Linked DNA regions of Danio rerio: region 1 is linked to region 2. A link is a contact called in public HiCAR-type data. All regions are on one chromosome and are shown on one strand. The core of a region is the stretch at or near the end of the contact, and the rest is flanking DNA. Distances in the headings are between cores, read along the strand shown.

Region 1 (4,616 bases), core at 862-3,361, 93 kb before region 2:
ATACAACCCAATATTCTCTTTAGAGTGTAGACTGCAGGTTCACTCTTGATTTACTTTACTTGAATTATTTCAAGCCTTAAAACTTGCTGGGTTGTTTTAACATAGACAAATCCAACTTGTTTAAATAAAAAAATATGCATTTTTAACCCAGCTGCTGGGTTAGTGAATATATAAGCCATTGTTAAGATAATACAACCCAACATTCTAATTAGAGTGTATTTTGAATTTATTATGGACAAACTTCTGGGTTACAATTAAGAAATTTTTAACCCAATTACTGGGTTAGTTCATTCATTCATTCATTCATTTTGGCTTAGTCCCTTTACTAATCTGGGGTCGCCACAGCAGAATGAACCGCCAACTTATCAATCATGTTATATGGAGCGGATACCCTTTCAGCTGCAACCCATCACTGGGAAACACCCATACACTCCCGTTTACACACATACATAACGGACAATTTAGCCTACCCAATTCACCCATACCACATGTATCTGGACTGTGGGGGAAAACCAGAGCACCCGGAGGAAACCCACGCGAACACAGGGAGAACATGCAAACTCCACACAGAAATGGCAACCAGCCGGGACTCGAACCAGCAACCTTCTTGCTGTGAGGCGTTTTTTCAATACGATTAAAAATATCTATTTTTTAACCCAGATTTTAAGTTTGTCAATATTTGACCCTATGTTGGGCTAATATAACCCACTCTTTATTTAGTATAGCAGACGTCAGTTTACACACCCTTAAGTGGTTCCAAACCTAAGAACACGCTAGGTCATTTTAGCACAAACTCGAGTAAAATATAGACAAACCCAGTGGTTGATTTAAATTTTTGAAGTCAGCTTTTAACCCAATCGTATTTATCCAAATTTGGGTCGAAACAGTTGAGCACTTTTAGACAGAGCACTAATGAGGCTTCTAAATCACCGCTTTTCATTTCACATGCATGCTATCTGACCCAATTTTACTTTCAATATCATATTAGTCAGAATTCAAATGAGCCAAACAGGCCCATGTGAGTTTTGATGCAATGCAGATATGCACATTGGTAAATGCTGCTTCGGAGAGCTTCATATATGAAAATCCACATATGTCTTTAATTGCTGCCATATTGGTTAGAAACCAGAAAGTGGAGTGGTTAGGTATGTTTCAGCTTAGACAGACCCTTTGAGAGACTATGAGCCAAAGGAGGGGTTAGCCAATGTGTTCCTCCGGTGGAATGTAACGTCGCAGTAATATTTCAGTTTTAAAAGCACAGATTTCTCTTTTGGCTCACGTTTCTGGTGACAGAAATGGAAAAGAATGTCACCTCTCTCTCTTTAGCATTCACACACATACTTGTACAGCTATCTTTATAGACGTAATGATAATGATTTGTATAGAAACTGTATATTCTATCTACCTACTCCTAAATCTATCCCTCAAAGAAGATAATGTCTATTTAAACATTTAAAACACTTTATTCTGTGTACATTTTTTTTGTGGGGGTTGAAAAAATGTCCTCAGAAGATCCGAAATTTGGTCCCCACAATGTAAGTAACACAAGCATACACTCACACCTTTTCTGCCTACAGTAAAATCGCTGCCTTTGTGTGTGTGATGCTCAATAAGAGCTCAGGGTGATACGTCTTAAAGATTGTGCGTCTTCTAACTTGATTTCCTCCTTCTTTCATCTCTGCTTTCATCTAAACTGCTGATCTGTCCCATCATTCTCCAAAAGTTCTCTCTTTGCTATCTTCATGTTGATCTCTTTCTTTCTCTTTCCTCCCACTCTCCATCATCCACTTTTCTTCAGGCTGGGAAGAGAGGGAAAACTCAGCACCAGATTGGGTTTTGACTGACTGAAGGTATGTAGCCACAACACCACATGTAGCTGCAGCCTCTAATCCGCACCAGGAAGTCTTATGCGCAGTCAGGGGGGGGGGGGATTTTTAAATACCTCAGAAGCTTTGCAGCTGCTTAACCTTCAGTGATTTTCATTTAATAAGACCAGCCATTTCCCCAAAGCACCACAGACTAGAATATTTGTAAAGTGTCCGTAGTCGCGGTGGCTGGTCGTACCCGTTGATCCGTTTCGTTATGAGCTTAGACCCGTACCAGCTGTTGAAGGTCTATATCCTGGTTGCTGCCATCTGCGCCCTCCTCTAGCTGACTAGACTAGAAGGGAGGGCTAGACGGTGGTTATACTCCGTTATTGTAGGGTAAAGACCACGGCAGGCTCATATTTTGATTTCACTCGCCGCAGTGTGTATTGACTAATTGTAGGATTGAGTTTCATGGAGTGTGTGGATGGATCTAAAAATGCTATCAAAGAGCGGTTGAACTGTTTGTTTCTAAAAAAAAAAAAAAACGAAAGATAAAAAGGATAGTGATGTACAGATGTGTATACATTGGCTAAAACCCTATTACACAAATAGGGTTTTAATCAAGAGATGTTAAATATTGTTTTCTTTAGACATTCGCATCAAAACTGATTTCAAACTATTGTAGCATGTCAACTAAAATGCTCTTGGTTTGAGTGCCTAAAATCATTCATTCATTTTTTTTCCTTTGGTTCAGTTTTTGGTTATTCAGAGGTTGCCACAGCGGAATGAACCACCGACTATTCCGGCATTTGTTTTACGCAGCGGGTGCCCTACCAGCCTCAACTCAGTACTGCAAAACCCCTGAACACACTATAGCCAATGTAGTTCACCCAATTCACCCAAAGGTTCGTCTCAAAGGTTTGAAATAACAGGAGGGTGAGAAATTGTAATGTTTGCCTAAACTGTTAATGGCCAGTAAAGTTTTCTAAATTAATATTAATTCATTCATTGTCCTTCAGCTTAGTCCTTTTATTCATCTGGGGTAGCCACAACGGAATGAACCGCCAACTTATCCAGCATATTTTTTACACAGCAGATACCCTTCCAGCTGCAACCCAGTACTGGGAAACATCCATACACTCATTATGGATGAGTTGGAGCTGACGGCTCGCCTCCGAGTGGAGGGCTTTCCCGATGCAACCAGTTTGTCCGCTTAGCTCACAGCGTTGCGTCGAAGGAGCGGAGGAGGAGGAGCCGGCCACGGGAACGACGACCGGGATCGAGTCCAGGGAACAGCGGTTCCAGAAATCAGGTAAGACGAAAAATAGAATCCGAAAAATAAGGGCGAGAACGCGGCGGGATCCGAAAACACGGTCTTAATCGAAGACAAGGGCTTTTGCTTTTTAGTTTTTTTTCTGGACGGCTTTTGCAAACCGTCGCTCGGGTTTAGGGAAGGAGGAAAAAGAGGAGGAAGAGGAGGGCGGCCGGGTCGGCCGATCCAGCGGCTTTTCGCGCGAGAACAGCGCGGACGCGAACACCGCGCGCTCCCGAGAGGCGGCCGAGACGCGAAAAAGCGCGCACAGCGGCCTCTCGCAGATCCGCGAAAACAAAAAACGCTCGAATATGTACCTCCCGGGACATATCTCACAGTCTGCAGAAACGTCCGCGGGGCTACATTTCCACAATAAGCCCGGGTGCTAAAAATGCTCGACTTTGCAGTTCTCATTTCATATCAGGTAAGTTCACACTATGCTGAATCTTATTCATTACTCGTTTTTGATTACAGCAATGATTTCGGCAAAAACAGTTAAATATGGTGAATTAAACTGCAGACACTGAATCCTAAGAAATGTAAACATGTCGTTCACATACCCTGTCGTACAGGTGCAGTTCGCTGTCAGAATGTAGTTGTTTTGCTTGTTGATAATTACCCAGGCCTTGTATAGATACGTCTTCTTTCCTTGTCTTTGGCTAGGCAGAACCTCAGTTTTTAGCACTGCAAAGTTTTGGTTATCATGGAACATTATTACTTGCACATGACCACACAGAAAAAGTGTTGGCCTCCAAAGACATGTAGAACTTCTTTCTTGTAAAAACACTTAAAGTTTCAATGAGATGTATATTTAGTTGCATAAATGTATAGTATAGTTGTATATTTCGGGCTGGATGGTTGGCTATTTCGTCCAATCTTCATTGGGAGGGTGCTAACGCAAATGGACTGGTCAGACGAACGCCGCTCACTTTAACGTTAATTTTGCTGAGTAACTGTGCTTATCACTGGGACCAAGCCAGCCTAATCTCACAAGGAAACATAAGTATTTTACGTTTTGCAGGATTAGTGGCAAATTCGTACGAATTTGTATGAGTTCAGTCGTACAAAAATGTACGATATTAAAAAGGAGGCGTGGCACCCAAGCCCACCCCTAACCCCAACCATCATTGGGTAATGAGCAAATCGTTCTACATTGTACAAAATAAATTGTACGAATTCATACGAATTAGCCACCAAATCAAAAAGTTACGAATTGCCATGAGATTGCGTTGGACCAAGCCCAACGAAAATTAATGAATGAATAAATTTATTTTATTTTTGTTAAATTAATATTGTTCTCTATACAGAAATGGATCAAAAATAAACCAATTAAAATTATGAAAACTTAAACATACAGTAGACTATCTCTCATATAACCTCCCAATGGAAAACCCTTCCTGAAATACTTTTTAAGCAGTAAATCTCAAATTTTAAACCCTCCCGCAATCATCAAACAGGAAACAACGCATTAAAAAAATGCATTGCTATTAACTTCA
Region 2 (4,237 bases), core at 868-3,367:
TTTGGAAACTCTTTCATTTCAGTGTTAAAAAATTGTTTTTCAGTGCAATTTTAACATCAGGAAAGAAACTTTAATAACTCTATTTACATCTTCTTGGTAAAGAGTCTTCTTTACCAAAATCATTCAATATTTAACACATTTTTGGAGGGACAATTCATTTACTGATACAGATAAAGTCAGAATTAATGGATTTTTTTCTTTTTAAAAATATTTTCCAAATTATGTTTAACAGAGCAAGGGACTTTTCACAGTATGTCTGATAATGTTTTTTCTTCTGCAGCAAGTCTCATTTGTTTTATCTTGGCAAGAATAAAATGAGCTTTTAATAATAATAATAATAATAATAATAATAATAATAATAATAATAATAATAATAATAATAATAATAAAACATTTTAAGGTCAAAATTATTAGCCCCTTTAAGCTTTATTTTTTCCGATTGTCTACAAAACAAGCCATCGATACACAATAACTTGTCTAATTACCCTAACCTGGCTAGTTAACCTAATTAACCTAGTTAAGCCTTTAAATGTCACTTTAAGCTGTAAAGAAGTGTCTTAAAAACTAGTAAAATATTAATTACAGTCATCATGGCAAAGATAAAATAAACCAGTTATAAAGAATGAGTTATAAAAACTATAATGTTTAGAAAAGTGTTGAAAAAAATCTTCTCTCCGTTAAACAGAAATAAACCGGGGGGCTACTAGTCCAGAGGGGCTAATAATTCTGACTTCAACTGTATATGGATAAATTACTATTGAGAAAATTCAGTCATTTTCTTTTCGGCTTATCTATATATTTTAAACATAAATGCATGTAATTTGCCTACTAAAACTTAATTACATGTTAATTAAATGCTAAATAGGCATAACGTAATTAGATAGTGTTTTGACAGACTACGTGTCATACATTATTACGCTGAAACAACGTTCTCATCGCAAAACACTCGCTGAGTCGGTTCAACCGAATCACTATAAAAATTCTAAATTGATTCACTCGCGTCTGACTTGTATAGGCAATTTGAGTTTAGCAGTGATTTAGTCATCTGCTTTGCGTTTATCAGTCATCGGAAAAGTCACTCAGCACCTATTTCAACACCTCACTGACTTGTGCGTCAAAAAGCAAAACATTCCTGTGAGTTTCCTCTTCATTTCCAATTCAGTCGGGTATAATCAAACAAATAATTGACCACATGCATAACCTATACTGTATACTGTGAATGTTAACTAGTTATTTACATTAAATGTATTCACGTCCATACGTCAGTTTGTTGGTCTACTTATTCCTGTTAAGGTGTGTACAAGAACGTAGCACACACCCAGTAAAGCATCTTCAAAGAAAGAAGCTTATTTTTGGATCACATGCACAAATGTAAAAAAAAACACACACAAACACACACACACACACACGACATATTCAGGTGATTGGTAGTAGACAGATTATGACGCGAATAAGTGTGCGTGGATTATGTAATCTGTTACAGGTAAAGATGTAACGCTGCAACGTCAAAATGCGTCTGCAGTGTAAACAAACACGAGACTCCAACTCTAGTGGAGCTATCAAATCCACTGACCATTAAAACAATATTACGATACAAATTAATACTCACACACATAGATTAGATAGGATATGTTACCAAATAACATTGTAATTTGCAATATATATATATATATATATATATATATATATATATATATATATATATATATATACATATAAATAGAAGTAAAAAATAAAATGATTAGCCGTCCTATCAGAGTAATTATAACATTGCAAGCAAAATTACAATATGAAATGCACTGCAAAAGGAACATGTGGTACAAATGAGTACTTACTTAGAGTTGGTACTATTCCAGAAAACAGTGAGTCTCTCAGCTGAGGCGAACACAGCGCAGATACTCGCTGCAATGTATAAAAGCCACACCAGATCCATTATAGACCTTCTGTGAATCAATCCAAAATGAAGAAAATAACCAGCAACTGGTAAAGTTTCCTCTAAATCTCTGTGCAGTGGATGCAAACTGCTTTCAAGTTAGTTAATATGCAGGTTGTAGCTGTAATGCAAATACTGAATCAAGAGATCCGCGTCTATTATCTATCTAGTCAGTACTGAATGAAACTTTCTACACGTCGCAGTTTGGTTTTGTGGAAACGCCTCCACGCAAGCCACGCCCTGCAGCCAATCAGAACCCAGGCTTCCTTCTTTATGAAGGAGAGGCAGTCGATCGCCCTCTACAGATACTGTAGCTCAGTCTGAGGTTGGGGAATCGATTGTAAACATGTTTTCCGATTAGACTGTGACAAAGTGTTCTTAGAAATTCGACAGAGTTATGGAACATAATATGATATGGAAAAAAAAATAAACATTTGTATCGATTCACTCCCAGACATTCAGTCTGACTGGATAGGTGTTGATAGTCCGTAAGGGCTTTTTAACACATAGGGCATAAATGCTTTCATCTTCCCAATCAACAAAGTTCGGATAAAAACAAGCCATTAACACTTTCACACATACTCGAAATGCAAGTTAGACTAGTCTTTGGTCAATCCAATTTGGTCTGATTTTATTTGATGTCCTATTCAACTGATATTTAATCCACTGAATAGGCTACAAGTGATTAACCTCCCACATGAAACCAAACCATTGCATTACATATCAATAAAGGGGTCATGTTTTATGGTGTTCTATCCTCCTCATTTAGGTAAATATGAATATTTAGACAGTTTTAAATATTATTATTAATAATAATAATAATAATAATAATAATAATAATAATAATAATAATAATAATAATAATAATAATAATAATAAATAATTTTAAAAATCTAAACTGAACATGTTTTTGGGGTCGTTCATACTTTTAGCCTATACCTAAAACTTGGGTTAAAACAACCTAGCACTTTTAGTGTATAGTTTGCTGTCCACACATTTGGTATCCACATATATTTAAGACATTTTGATTTAGTAAAATGTCCAGTGTGCACCTTACATTTTTAGTCTAGTTTCACTATCACACACAAACAGTTGTGTTTGTGTATTGCACAATACACACTGACTGTTGACAGATTCAAGAAGAGCCAGCAGGCGTTTTAGCACTCTTGTCAAAACAGCATTACTTCTGCTGAATGCTAATGCAAAATTCAAGCCCCACTCACGGAGCAAATCATGGGGCTCAAATCTCCTTTATCTCCCCTTTTAATAGTGAGCCTGATATGCGCAGTGTTGGCTTTAAGTATTAACTACTGTAATTAGATTACTTTTTATCAAAAAAAGATATCACTTATTTATTTTTTTGCAAGTTAATTACAGTTACTTATAATTTACTTGCCTCAAATACTGTAAATAAATTCAACAGGTCTGGATTAATCAATCCAAAGAAGCAGAGTAAATATATTTTGCAGAATAATTATATTTTCCACCTAAAAAGGTTACATTTTTAAAGATGATTGAACATGCTTAAGCATGTGAAAAACAATAGATTGAGTAAGAAATATGATGTCATTACTCAAAAAAATATTCATATACATATGCTATAATGTCTTATTTGGATCAAATTTAAAGAATGAAAAGAATTGAATTTATTTTTTCTATGCATTTAGATTCACACGAATTTTAAATAGTATTGAGTGAAATATTTAAATTACTTAATAAGCAATTTAGATGGATATACTCAACCCACACACACTCACCGGCCACTTTAACAGGTACAACTGCTCGTTAGTGCAAATATATAATCACCCAATCACATGGCAGCAACTCAATGCATTTGTTTATGTAGACATGGTCAAGACGATCTGCTGCAGTTCAAACTGAGCATCCGAATGGGAAAGAAAGGTGAATTAAGTGACTTTGAATGTGGCATGGTTAATAGACGGGCTGGTCTGAGTATTTCAGAAACTGCTGATCTACTGAGATTTTCAAGCACAACCATCTCTAGGGTTTACAGAGAATGGTCTAAAAAAGAGAAAATATCCAGTGAGCGGCAGTTCTGTGGGAGCAAATGCCTTGTAGATGGCGGAGGTCAGAGGAGAATGGCCAGACTGGTTCCAGCTGATAGTAAGGCAACATTAACTCCAATTTGTATCATTGATTGCAGCCGCCAAACCTGCAGCAACAACGTGATGCTATCATGTCAATATGGACCAAAATTTCTGAGGTACCTTGTTGAATCTATGCTACAAAAGATTAAGGCAGTTCTGAAGGCAAAAACGAGCCCAACCAGGTACTAGTAAGGTG

What was found. HiCAR-type assays count read pairs that join an accessible place to other places.
Region 1: a HiCAR-type map of caudal fin shows a contact between it and region 2, with 4 times the contacts expected there. The contact joins the enhancer-like site here to the promoter of efna1a in region 2. A contact is called at or near these places in 5 of 18 Hi-C or Micro-C datasets (embryo and hematopoietic stem cells) and 2 of 4 datasets of contacts at active chromatin or transcription factors (caudal fin and embryo).

The regions. Positions count from the first base shown.
Region 1 is chr19:9,630,761-9,635,376 of GRCz12tu, reverse strand. No RefSeq gene overlaps it. Among named protein-coding and RNA genes, the nearest start is that of trim46b, 26 kb to the left of the region's middle. Within about 2 kb of position 2,111, at least 3 of the 62 cell types and tissues checked have an H3K27ac peak or open chromatin away from gene starts, as enhancers often do.
Region 2 is chr19:9,537,873-9,542,109 of GRCz12tu, reverse strand. It overlaps efna1a (ephrin-A1a), which reads right to left and starts at 2,117. Exons shown (of 5, transcript NM_200597.2): 1 at 1,836-2,117. The coding sequence starts at 1,933.